2 separate regions of the Gasterosteus aculeatus genome follow, and region 2 is linked to region 1. A link is a contact called in public Hi-C data. All regions are on one chromosome and are shown on one strand. The core of a region is the stretch at or near the end of the contact, and the rest is flanking DNA. Distances in the headings are between cores, read along the strand shown. Region 1 overlaps usp53a (ubiquitin specific peptidase 53a). Region 2 holds the start of myoz2a (myozenin 2a).

What was found. A called contact is a pair of places that touch in the nucleus more often than the background predicts.
Region 2: a contact with region 1 is called in a Hi-C map of liver, with 4 times the contacts expected there. The contact joins the promoter of myoz2a here to the enhancer-like site in region 1. A contact is called at or near these places in 6 of 6 Hi-C or Micro-C datasets (blood and trunk muscle, liver, skeletal muscle and 2 more).

What each region holds. Positions count from the first base shown.
Region 1 is chr7:7,096,708-7,103,395 of fGasAcu3.hap1.1, forward strand. usp53a (ubiquitin specific peptidase 53a) reads right to left here. Exons shown (of 17, transcript XM_040181970.2): 14 at 6,169-6,236; 15 at 2,621-2,687; 16 at 1,793-2,523; 17 at 359-1,703. The coding sequence ends at 1,627. Among protein-coding and RNA genes, the nearest start is that of LOC144410314, 6.1 kb to the right of the region's middle. Within about 2 kb of position 3,289, at least 3 of the 9 cell types and tissues checked have open chromatin away from gene starts, as enhancers often do. A contact at or near this core is called in liver, where this site is marked.
Region 2 is chr7:7,135,839-7,141,999 of fGasAcu3.hap1.1, forward strand. It overlaps myoz2a (myozenin 2a), which reads right to left and starts at 2,902. Exons shown (of 8, transcript XM_040181484.2): 1 at 2,861-2,902; 2 at 2,810-2,858; 3 at 2,649-2,807; 4 at 1,753-1,842; 5 at 831-997. The coding sequence starts at 2,887. It overlaps synpo2a (synaptopodin 2a), which reads right to left. Exons shown (of 5, transcript XM_040181483.2): 5 at 3,901-6,159. The coding sequence ends at 5,560.

The sequences.
Region 1 (6,688 bases), core at 2,039-4,538:
CAAAACACTAAACATGGGATTCAGATTAGGACATGCTAAGTGATTGAGGGAAATCTACCAAAGAAAATAGGACAGCAGAGCACATCAACGTCTTGGGTTGAGGTCAGAAGTGGTGTTGTAAATGCAAGATTTACAACCTGTGGATGTTTATTTGATACTATTTAAAGGTGCATGAGGATACATGACAGCAGGTGGCAGCAAACCACTTAGCATCCCAGCAATTGAGGAATACAAAAAAGGAAGATGTTTTGGATTTCAGTATAAACTATTTATTTTTTGTAGTTTATTTACAAAAAATTCAAGATCAGTATGTTTGTATTCAAAACATTATCTTAAATATAAAAGCGTGACACATGGATGCTTAAATAAAAGTTTATTTAACAATTATTAATCAATACAAATGCAAAAACTATTCAAAAATCACAGAATTGTACAAACCATGTTTCCAATCTAATGCGACCATGACATAGAAAAATACAAAAGGCACTGTGCATTAGAGTCTGCTGCATATATTAAACAGTTATTAACAAAATGTAGACACTACTCAGATTCACAACCGTATCAATAATCCCTCTCAAAACAATTACAAATGCTCATCCATCCGTAGATGACAATTTATTCATAAGAAACATGAGAGGGAACTGCATAATTGATTAAAAAAATAAACAAATCAAATTAAGCCTACTGATCAGCGTGTTAAAGAAAAACAAATAGAAACACAGTTCAAAGACAAAAACAAACTGTTCAGGGAGTGTGAGGATGTGCATGTAAGTAAAGTGGGATATCCTTCGAGGTTACCATGCCACATACCTACCAACAATCAATCTATTAGCATATGTACCTTCATAGGCCCTGGTCAGAGATATGAGATCTACTCTGAGTTAAAGTTTTGTCAAGAGCGAGGCAGAAGAAATCCCTGTAGGTCTAATTTGCAAAGGTCAATAAAACTCTTGTACCAACAAGAAGAGGGTTTCTCTGCCGTTTCTTTCCTTTGACAAAGTCTCATCAGGCAAAAGAAAGAAACCTGAGGGCCTCCCAGAACTTCGTATGCACACGGATCCTTGGGATCCAAAAGGCCGATCAACAGGTTGCATTACTTTACAAAATCTACCAAAGAATGTTAAAGGAACCTTTTGTTTTTCCTTCAACACCAACTGAGAGCTTAGTCTACCATGTGACAAAGAGAGGCAGACCCCTTGTAACATTAAACCTGCAGGCTCGAAATCAGCAAATAAAAGCGTTTCACGAAATAAAACGTAGAATCTCTCGATTGGAAAAGCGGCTTCTAGTGACACATTCTTTACGAACCCAACCCCCTTTTGCTTTTCAACGCCAGCAGTCCTAACAGCAACATTCTTTCGCCTCTGTACCTCTGCGGTACTGTGCAAGTTCACTATTCATTCAAAGCGTTTAGTTGTTCATACCAAAACTGAACGATAGCTATTAAGGACACCTGCCATTCTTTTAGCAATCTCTTTGGCATCCAGTTTCATGTCCGACTTTCTGTGTGACAAGTATACATGATAATACACATCCCAGTCAGAAGGAGTCAAACTGTAGCAGTCGTAGTGCATAGCAATTATTTTTGGATTACACAAGGTCGATTGACGAGGCCGGCACCTAAAATCATAGGAAACCATGCTCATCGAGTCCTTTTGAAGTAACCATGTTCCACTTTGCAGTAGTCTTTGTGGTAGGATAGCCTGCGAGACAAAAGCCAGGGCAGAGATTAATCAGAACATTCACAAAAGGCGTTGAAAAGAAGTTACTCAAACAATAATAATATCGTTACCTAATTCCGATCTGCTTTTGATAAGCTGCGGGGGTTGAACGTCTGACAAAGGCAGCCTCCCTTCCACATCGCTCTCCCCCGAGGACGTGTGGTCGTCGGCCTTCACGTGGGCGCCGGGTCTCTTATGGTATTTGGCCCTGTAAGTGTCCGTCATACAGCTATCCACCGAAAAGTAAGTGGTGGGAAAAGCCACATCGGTCTGAGCGGGGGAGCCCGTGCCGTCGCGGGGCCCCGGGTCCGGACCGGGCAACCTCTCGTCGCTCTCGCTGGCCGACAGGTCGTTCCGGTCCTGATCCGACGACCCCGACCTGGAGCTGGCATCCGACGAAAGCCTGTGCTCGGCGGGAGCTTCGATCCACCGACGGAGGGCGGTGTGCGACAGCGGGGACGAGTCGCTTTTGGGCCCGTAGCGGGGGCTCAACCGCGCCGGCACTTCCGGCGGTCGGGAGTGGACGGCCGACGCGTCGGCGTGACCGCCGCCGAAGGTCTTTGGGGGCAGGGGCGGGGGGCGGTTGTGCGTGAAAGGGTCTAGGCGGGCCGCGGTGCCGGCCTCGTCTTGTTCGGAGAAGGGCCCGGCGAGGTCGTCCGAGCTGTTCCACTCGGAGCTGCTGGTCTTTGCGAAGTAGCCAGGGACGGGGCTCACGGGGCTCCCGTCCCCGTCGTCCTCCGGTTCGCTGTCCGGACCGTTGTTCCTTTCCAAAATCCCAGGAGTGTATCGGAAGGCGCGTCTTCTGTAGGAGGGGGAAAAAAAAAAAAAACTGTACTTAACTTGCCGCTGTTCCAAATCAACAGACGACTGGCAGTATTCTTCCACAGCCCTTCTCTTACCTTTGTGTTGGCTGACCAGACAGGATGTCTCCGTCTCGTAGATCTGGAGATCGTCTTTCTTGTTCACCTAAACAATGACCAAGCCTCATGAGCACTTGCTATCACAACACACTCATTTGGAAAGCCATGGACATCACTAGCAGATGGTCCAAAAAAAATAGAACATCTGCCATTGGTATTTATATTTGAACAAAGCTAGAGTACTTTTTTTGTGTCCTGCGTCCATGTTATCTAACAGAGGTCATGGTGAGGCCTTTTGCCTGGTGCTGTGAGAGGAAGTATCAAAGCAGCGAGTCTGGCAGAGCGCCCTCGGGCCCCCTGTGTACCACTCCGACTGTCTGAGCCAGCCAAAGAACGTGGCCCCTCAAAGGGAATTTGGGTTCACATCCAGCTGGCTTTGAGCGAACAGCGCTAATAAAACAAAGAGGACCCTGAATGAACTCGCGCAGATTTAGAAGTTGGATCATAGGCGTGCTAATGAAAACAAGAATAATTCCATTGAATCGCTGATGTCAAGAACAGTGATATCAGCGAATTATGCCGCGATCAGTTTGATTTCAGCCATTAGAGCAGCAGGAGCACATGTTTAGAAACAGCCCCCCCCCCGAGGTGCAGGCCGAGGTGTGGAGCTTAGCCAAGTTAGCGGGGTGGGTGTGATCCACAAGGCCTGTGACAGACAACAGCTGACTAGCAGGACAAGGAAGAGAGCGAGTGGCTGAGGACCATCTGTGATGTGTCAGCGTACCCTCTTCCCCCCCCCCCCCCCCACTCCTTCTCTCCAGTGCTTTCTCAAAGCATTAGTGGCTAAACCCTTTGTGCTGGCATGCAATTACACCAGGGTCAGACTCCAGACTCCAGATCCCCTCCACAACACCATTCCATTTTTTAAGCCGCTAAGTCCATGTGGAAATTCACAATTTGATGACGCTGATCTGCAATGTTGGCAAGCAATTGCAACATCATTCTCAAAAAAAAGAGGAGGAAACGCAGTTTACAATGGGGTTTTCATTCCCCCTCTCCCAAAAATCCTCTCACCCTTATGGTGACATCACCGTGGACAAAAGAAAACTTTTAAATAATCGCTTTAATCACAAATCACTTCTTTAGGTCCTCGGGTCCGGCTCGTCACAAGGATACGTTCATCTCGGTGGAATTTGAGGATCTCTGCCAGAGAGTCGGATGTACTCAAGGTGTTCTGATGTTTACGGGGCCGACTGCACTCGCCCGGGAAGCCGTCCACGTGCTGTGGTTGCATGGATTAGGCTACGGCTCAGTAGCATTCAATGAACTATTGGAACTTTGCCAAAATGGTGTGCGACAACTTCTTCCAATCGCATGTTAAATTGAAAGCAAGTAACTTACTGGGATGAATGAAAGTGGAGAATAGCCTCATATTTTTAAAAGCCTCAATAATGTGTGAGCTTTGACATATTAAGAGCCACACCGTGCGAGCGCTACTATATACTCGGATAAATATTTCAACATGAAGCATAACTGGGAAAAGTTCAAGAGAGGATCCGTTTTGGGGGCTGCGGTTACCCACCAAACGTTTTGGGGACTATTAACTGACGGGAACACATTCTGTGATCTGACATCACTTCAATTACCGCCAGAGTGTGAAACTCCTCGAACAAATAGGAAATGGGCCTCTGCACAGACCATGAAAGCAAATCTAAACTAGTTTTTGAAAAAATTGAACATGCATAAATTCCTGACAGCCCTTTGAAGTTTTGTTGATGAGATGATTTCAGTTCTAAGGCTGTCAGGTTGAGATTTGTAGTTCTGCTGTCTGGGGTACTTAAAAATCAGTCAGACTCACAGGCGTTTTTGCAGTGCAGTTTTTCATCGAGTCCCGAGCCATGTGGGGAAGAGAAATTATGCCCGGGGAAAAAGTTTTCAACTATTTTATCGGTCAGAATCACTCTGTGGTGGTATGGCACAGGCTTTAGATCACTATGCCCAATGCAGTGAAGACATGCGCTCATTCGCTGTCTCATCACGCCAACCCAACCTGCAGAAGATGTATGCAAAAATACACCATGCACGGCGTCTCCATGAAGGGTAATACTCACCATTACTCCTTTTGATCTATTTCTGAACTTGTTTTACAAGCATTGTTTCAGCTAGAATATATATATATATATATATATATATATATATATATGGCTGCCATATCTCTTCATGTAATCATCATTATCTAATAGATTATAATAGAAGTCTTAGTTTAAGATAAACCATCCTGCACTGCGACCAACTGTGCCAACTTGAGACACTTAAGATAATCTTCTCAAATCTTCCTGATCAAAGACGAGGCCTAAAGCAGGGGCAAAGGTGAAATGGTAAAACCATTCAGTGGGTCTCAAACTAAAATTTAAAAACCTCAGTAGAAAATGAATGAATCGATTATGAAAAGCTACAGACGAGCCGTTCGGATTCAAATTTCCGTTAACCAAAACTCAATAAGAAAATGGGTGTTTTCTTAGCATTTATGTTGGTTTCCCCAACTCACCGCACTTGTGTGAACGCTATTTCCAACTCCAAATAAAACTGAGGGAAGATGAATTCTAGCAGTTTTTTCTAAGCCGCATTTCATAACTCTTTGGGACCTTGAAATAACCGCAGCGCTACTAAATGGCATTTTCATTGCCTCATGTTTGAATAGCCTCTTCTGACAGGCCCAGCCATGTCATTTTCTGCCCGGCCGGGCACAGCTGGGAGGCCCCTGCAAGCTCTCTCATCTTCCCATCTTATTCTGGATTATCTCAGCATGTTCGTGTTGAGGGAATTAGTAGGGCATTTCTTTAAGATACTCATTTAAAAGTATATTTTCCTCCCTCTTCTCTCTGCATCACAGGGAAGCATGTGCTGGATAAAGAATGTGAGGGGCGTCCAGGCGACCAAGCCCCTAGTGCGTTCATCATTTCATACTAATTTCTTTCCCCAAAATGGAAGGGAGAGGAAGGACAGACGACCTGACACAAACCACATTTTCCATCAATAATGTCCAAAGGGGTGATGTCTCTTTGAAGCCGATGCACACTTCTGTGTGTGTGCTGCATTACATAAACTTTACTCAGGACAAAAAGGTCAAGGCCAGTCAGCGAGGAACCAGAGCACCTATTTCCATACAGTATCCCAGTATCAATCAGGCTGTGACCTTACACTACTGATGGAACAATAAATCAAGGAAATTGCTGAGTACTATCTTAATGATTCAGATCCTTACAACAGTGACTCTGACTGGGCACAGGGAATGTCTTTAATGTCACGGCCAAGCCATTGTGAGGAACTGATTTCACGTGTGGCTTATCTCGACGTCACGCACCTAAAAACTATTTCTCTTCTGGATTCATGTGTGTAAATTGCCAAAGGATGGCTAAACATTCAACATTTCTTTTTTTTAACCTAAATGTAGACATATCTTCTTTACAGCTGTATGTCTCAAATGTTAGCTCTCTGATGATGTCACAGCAATATACAGAATAACCTGCAGCGTTAAACCAACCAAGTGTGGAATAAGGCGTGGAGTAAGTGTGAGAATCACTTACCAGTGGAGTTTGTGGAGTGCAATAAGTCAGCATACAAATCATCACTTCGTCTCTGAGGGATGTGATCCCTAAAATACAAAATAAATTCAGGTATTTATTTATTTATCAGGTGGTGCGATCTGAGGCTGTATTGTTTTTGTCGACGTAAAAGGAAATGTCTTATTTTCTAAATGGATTCCTTGTGTTTTTATCCCTAGTTGGTACCGCTTACTGTGGGGTATGTACAGATCCATGTATAACCATTTTTGTTCTCATAAATGTCTAAAAACCTAATGAAACTGGTTGGAAGAAGAAAACCAAAAAAGTCACGCCATATTACCAAAATAAAATGCAAATCTCATACATTTCTAGCTTCTTCAGGCCTAAACAGAGTCACGGAACTAAAGGAACAATCTAGTGTGAAGCAATGGGCTTGAATAATTGACTTGCGGTTGAGCGAGTCATTTATCTGCTGGCTCTCCCCTTCTGGGTGCGGGAGATGTCAGCTAGTTTGGATCATTATCTCCAAACACCACCTGGA
Region 2 (6,161 bases), core at 1,652-4,151, 39 kb after region 1:
CAGAAAGAAACTTTGCTTTGTGGGCACGGACAAAATGTACTGCTCCATACAGCTTTCATCCCTCTGAAAGATATTTATGATGATTTACTCCAGGACTTCCTCAGGAAATGTTGACAACTTGAAACAGAACCCCTCGGTTGCCCCGAGCAATAAACAAACCAGAGTTAGAAGAGTTCTTCTCACTTCAAAGATGAGGCGAAACGCTTCCTTAGAGCATAACAATTATTTCATCTATGGACTTCACAAGGGCAATAAGTGTATCACCACACAAGCAAATGAAAGAGGCTGTAACTACCGCTGCTAATTAATTGGATACAACAGTGAAACTAAGTGAAACTTAGTTTATCTTGATTCAATTTTACTGCGAGATTTGCTGCATAAAACGCTTTACGTGTGACCAAGCCGCGCTAAGATAAGCACTGCTTGGAAAAGACAATGCTGAGTTGGCTCACTGCCAATCCATACACAAAAGGGCATTTATAAAGTTTTTTATGACTGACGGAAACTATGCTATCCTGCGCTAAGTCCGCCGAGTCAAATAAACATTCAAGTGCTTTATCTTTCCCACGTACACCCGGGAATTTGAGTGTTTTTTGTTTTTTTTCAAGTGATGGAGAACAAAGCTGTGGGACAAATGTGCTTGAAGAGAATACTGTCCAACAGTGTTACAATTACATGCAACACTTGTGTTTTACGAGTGTTCTAAACATCCGTAAACATCAATGTGGACAGAATTTACTCCAATTTACTCAATTTTCCTATGCATGTGTGTTTTTGTGTATTTTATGCATTCATTCATATATGGTTATTGGATCACAGTTTCCACCTACATTGAGCTGTTTGTTGTTCTCATTATGGATGCTCTCAAAAGTGTATTTTTCTGAGCGTCTCTGGCGCATTTTGAAGAGACGGGAGCCCCGGTTTGAGGCGAGAGACAGCTCCTCCAGCATGATGTCCTTTGGCACGTTAATTTTCTTGCCAAGATCCATCTCTACGTCTGGACAGAAGGAGACATGCAAAACAATGAATGGCTTGAGTATACAATATATACCTGGGAATTGATTGATTTCAGACTAGAAATACTTATTTTTCCAATTTCCCATAATCCCGCCTATCAAACCTCATTGAACATATATTATATTCACGCGGGGAAAAAGAAAAATCGAAGACTGCTGCAACAAAAGCCCTCAACATGGACTGCCGAGTTGGCAATCCTGCCAATATGATGAACGAGCAATTATCTTCTCTCGTATTCCACTCATGTGCATGTTTAGCGGTTACCACCACGTGCTCGCTACTGCATGCTGATCATGGAGATGTCACAGGCCCATTTATAAGTGTGAGGTGCATCATTTGCCAGAATATCTTTCAGCTGTCAGTGGCCTTCAGACCCAGCCACACAGTTGTCCTCCCCTGGAAATAGCGTGTTTAAAAGGACAACGACAAAGGGATTAGTTACTTTGGCTCATAAAAGTTTTTCATTTACTTATTTATAGTTAGGGTCATAGAAGGGCTGGCAACTGGCAAACGGTGCGCTCATACCTTCTATAAAGTGAATGTGGCGGTGTGCAGTACGTCTGGCAACTTGAGCCAGGGTTGACAGTAAAGTTCATATGACCGAGAAATGAAATGTGTAGTGATTAAATCCTTGCCTTTGTGGATATGTGATGAACGTGAGGAGAAGGAGGCGCGACGGAAACAGAAGCAAAGAAAGGACGCAACAAGAAAACGAGAGGGAAATGATACGGCTACCTTCCTGGGCCTGAACCTCCCTGCAGATTGCGGCCGCCTGCATTTGCCTCTCCCTAGTCGTCATGGTGGAGAACTGTGACATGGCTGCCCCTGGGGAGTAAGGGGGTGAGGCAAGAAGTCAAAGGAGACAAAGCACATCAGTGCAAACCCCTTCAAACGTCCAACGAGACACAAAAGCAAGACAACACGGCAGCAAATGTTGACCATCGATTGGCCGACATGGAGAACACACACCAAGCACAAAGGCCCGTCGGAGCAGATAGGATTTATTGGTGCAGTGAAAAGGGCAAAGTTAGCACATCCCTTTAAATAACCTTGGGCTGTTAAACGCCAAGCACATGCTCTTCAGACGTGGCAACCAGCTGTGTCAGGCGTCCGGGAATCAATAGGTTTGAAAACACCCAAATGTGCTGAAAGGACACAGATAGGGAACGTGTTGCCGTCACAGCAAAACTTGATGAAATAGGCTGAAATAGCCTTGGGGAAGTTACACCAAGCTGTCAGTGAACACAAATGGTTCATTCCAATCCACTTGATCCATTTTTTTCAACAAAGTTTCTTGGAGGAAATAAGAAGCCTTTCATGGCCAAAGTCTCTTTACCAAGCAAATTATTTCAGAATACTATCAGTTGTATTCATTTTATTATCAGCAAACATATATACATCTATTTGCCTCTGTTAAATCAGATTACTCGCCACATAAAATGGACAAGCAGTAAGAAAAGAGGATTTTCATAAATCAAAAGCACAGATTTAAAAAAAGCAAGCAGTTTGATCGGCAGGAAAAGGAAGAGGGAATGAACGTAAGTGGTTTGTGAAAATCATGCTCGAGTCAAAGTGAAAGTGTCATGTTAGAACTGAGGAGCACACCTCCAGAGGCCCGAGTGATGGCTTACCTGTCCTGAAGGACCCCTTTGGGCGGAGTCCTAACTCGTGCCTGTCTCCTCAGGGTAGGACGTGAGAAAGGTAAGAGGAGAGAAGGTCAGACTGGGTAGTGCAACCCGTAGGAGCTTGTGCTTCCCGACACTGGGGTTTGTCATTGGGAGGGCGAGCGCAGGGGGCTGCAGGCCAGCCCGACTGACTGGGCGACTGAATGAGTGGGTGGGCGGGAGGGTGTCACTTTGACTGTTGTCATTGGTATTTAGTTCACAAGCAGATGGGTGACTAAATTTAGAGCACCGCCGCTACTGCTCGATGGGCCCTCCATCTAGCCATCTATCTTCCTGCCAGCAGCAGGAGGATCAATATTACTGATTTCAAACCAGGAGTATCCCAGCGGGTATGTCCGCACTTTATTAAGTAATAAAAAATGATATTAGATTAAAATTAGCATGGCGGCGGAAGAGTTGACACAGTCCGTGTAGCTGGAAGTTATGGGTAATGCTAAAAACAGATGATAAAGGATTGACATTAAATCGTGTTTTATAGAATTTATTCAAAGAGACAAAAAAATGATGGGTAGAGTGAATAAAGGGGTGACTAGTTAATCTGCTGTGGGGGCTATTTTACAAAAAAGCCTGTGAATCATTGGTCTATATTATTCCTGCTTGCTTCACTGTGGTTTACCTCTTCTCAAGTCACCTTGACTACCTGAGAATGTGTAGCCTGTTTCTGTGGCATACTGAAGGTCAATACAATACAATCTTTGGTCTAAACTGCAAAGCAAAGAGCAATAAGCTGTTGCAACCTAAAGATTTTACACATATACATTAATTAGAAAGCTCCTACAGGTTTAGAATACTCTTGGAAACCACTGACAAAGCTTTTACATAACAAATTAAGTTGTTTCAGCTGCAGTTGCCTTAGTCAGCGCTCCAGGATTGCGGCTAACAATAATTATATTCAGTGACATATTGCGTGGGAACATTACCCCCCGAGGACCTACAGACCATCAGATGCTATTTGTTTTAAATGCCATCATGTGATAAAGGACGAAGACCTAATAAGGTGCACTCACTTTATAATCCAGTCACGATGCTTTTATTTACTTTGCTCAATTTAATTTACCTCTTACCAATATAATTCCTAACTTAATTACTGAGACAAATAAAGGAAGGTAGGTCGAGTTTGCAGCACGGTGCAGGGAAGGGAAAGCATAAAGTTGGATGGTAGCAGTTGCCATGAAAAAAAACATCAAATTAAATATTTCAAAGTGCTGTGCATTGCGTGCCACCATTTTAATAATGTTTGAAATCCTCACAGTATTTTTGACATTTGAACAGGTAGGGAAATGATTTCTGTTTGTCATCTCCCTCGGTGTCTTTGTCTCTCATTCTCCATAGTTCTGCTACAGTAGGTACGCACTGTTATTATGTAACTGGTGGTCACCATAGGAACAAGCCCCCACCAACCCCTCCCTAGACCCCTCCGCTGGATACGGAGCGAGTGACTCTTCAAGACAACACGTCATACAAATAGCTTCATGGGATGGCACAGCAAGCATCTTGTGGCCCAGGGCCAAGCACGACATAATAGAAATAGAGAGCAAAGAGCACAAAAACACTGTACAATTTGTGAACTAATTCTATTTGCTTGTGTTTATTTTTCAAAAGGCTTTGAGAATCCATATCTGAAATAGTTTGGAGCAGAAATTAATTACTGGTGTTACATTATGACCATAAGTGCTGTCTGAATGGAAGCAATGCAGTATAACCATCTCAGACACTATGTGTCAGGATGCCGAGTCAGATGAGGCAAAACACGACGACGTGTGCTGAATGTTATTCATGTTCATAAGATCGCTTGGTGAGAATCACATTGAGATATTATTTACTCTGTGGGAACACAAACCTTGCTCTAATCTTTGGAGTCTATGCAGAAAGCCCAAACCAAACGCTAATCACAAACTCATTACCTACTACAAGCAATTCTCCCAGTCCCAAGACCTACCAGCGAGATTTATATTTCACTCTATTCAGAATTAGGACTAAACAACATTGGTCAATTCTAGCTATGAGTGTAATGGGCCAATTCAGTTTAGGTGCCCCAAAAAAAAACCCCAATCTTTAGTTAGTGGTGTTCTAATGCACTAATTAAAATGCACCTGGAAAATAAGTGTATTGTTGGGCCCTCCACTCTGCTAAAAGTTATTAGAGATGCTGAGTCATAGCATTCATCTTTTAAGCCTCATGTCTAATGCATAAATAATTGAATGAGGGTGGAATTATTTGCTCAACTGGAAACACTGCAAAAGTCCTCATTTGTTTGATTGAAAAAAAAGTGTGCAATCACTGCATGCTAAATACACACCACATCCGCGGCAGAAACTTTAACCAAGAGAAAAATTCACAAACTTAAAACAATTGGGGTCACTGTTTCTTTCTCCCTTTTAGCATCCTCAGAAACATCTTTTCTTAGGATATTGTAATAAACCTGTGTCCTACATTTTGAAGGCTTAACAGTCAACAGTTACAGTTGTCTCCAGATATCCTGTTATTTTATAATCAATCATTTCTCTATTCTTCCCAAACCTGTCTATTCCCTCATTTGAATCAACATCATTTTACTCTGACTTACATCTTACTCATCGTACAGGCCAACTTCCGAGTACTTACCAAACTACAAAGTTGTCATTTGAATGTTTTAGAGATAATTCGTTAATTACTCATATGTTGTGAGAGTAATCATCCCTTTTCACATTTGATTATGGCATTCATTAGATTTCATCTTAATCTTTTACACTTATTTGTATTCAACAGCAAAAAGAAAAAATAGTAAATCAGAGAACCACAATCATTCTAGCAATCTGTCCAGCTCACTCACCATGTTATTGTTTGTTATAATATCAGTTAAAAAATGAAACGTTCCTCAATTTATTATGGGATCAGCAAAACGAGTTTTCTTATCACACTGGTTGAGTTGTGTTCTACCGCCTCCAACTCCAAGTGTTGCTGGTGTACGCAGACTTGTAAGTCTGTTCTCCCGCGGGCCTCTTGGACTCAGAGCAGGACACTGGGGGCCTCGGGTTTGCCTGCGTGACTGACCTCTGAAGCTGCCACTGTCTGGGCAGGGACCGGTAATCAACGTGACGAGCCGGGGCGGACCCAAAGGACGGCAGCGGAGCTCTGCTCTGACTGCCATTTGGCTCGGCCTCCAAGTCTGGCTGCCTGTCTTCGGCCGGGCGTCGTAGGACACCCTGGCTTTCCACTCTGCCGGCGGCTCAGGCAACATTTTGCGCTGGGCTGCCATGCGGACGTTTGTCGCCAGGCTTTGCTGGAGGTTCTGGAAAGCAAAGGCTTCATCCACCAGGCCCAGGGGATGGCGGGAGGCGGCCTCCCAGGGCATAAGGGGTTTGCGGCCTTTGTGTGGCCATGACGCCTGTCGTCCTGCGAGGGCTGTAGCCGGGGGCTTGGGAGAAGAAGACGGTACTGTGACTGGTGGGGAAAGGGAGTAGCTCCTGCCATGTAACT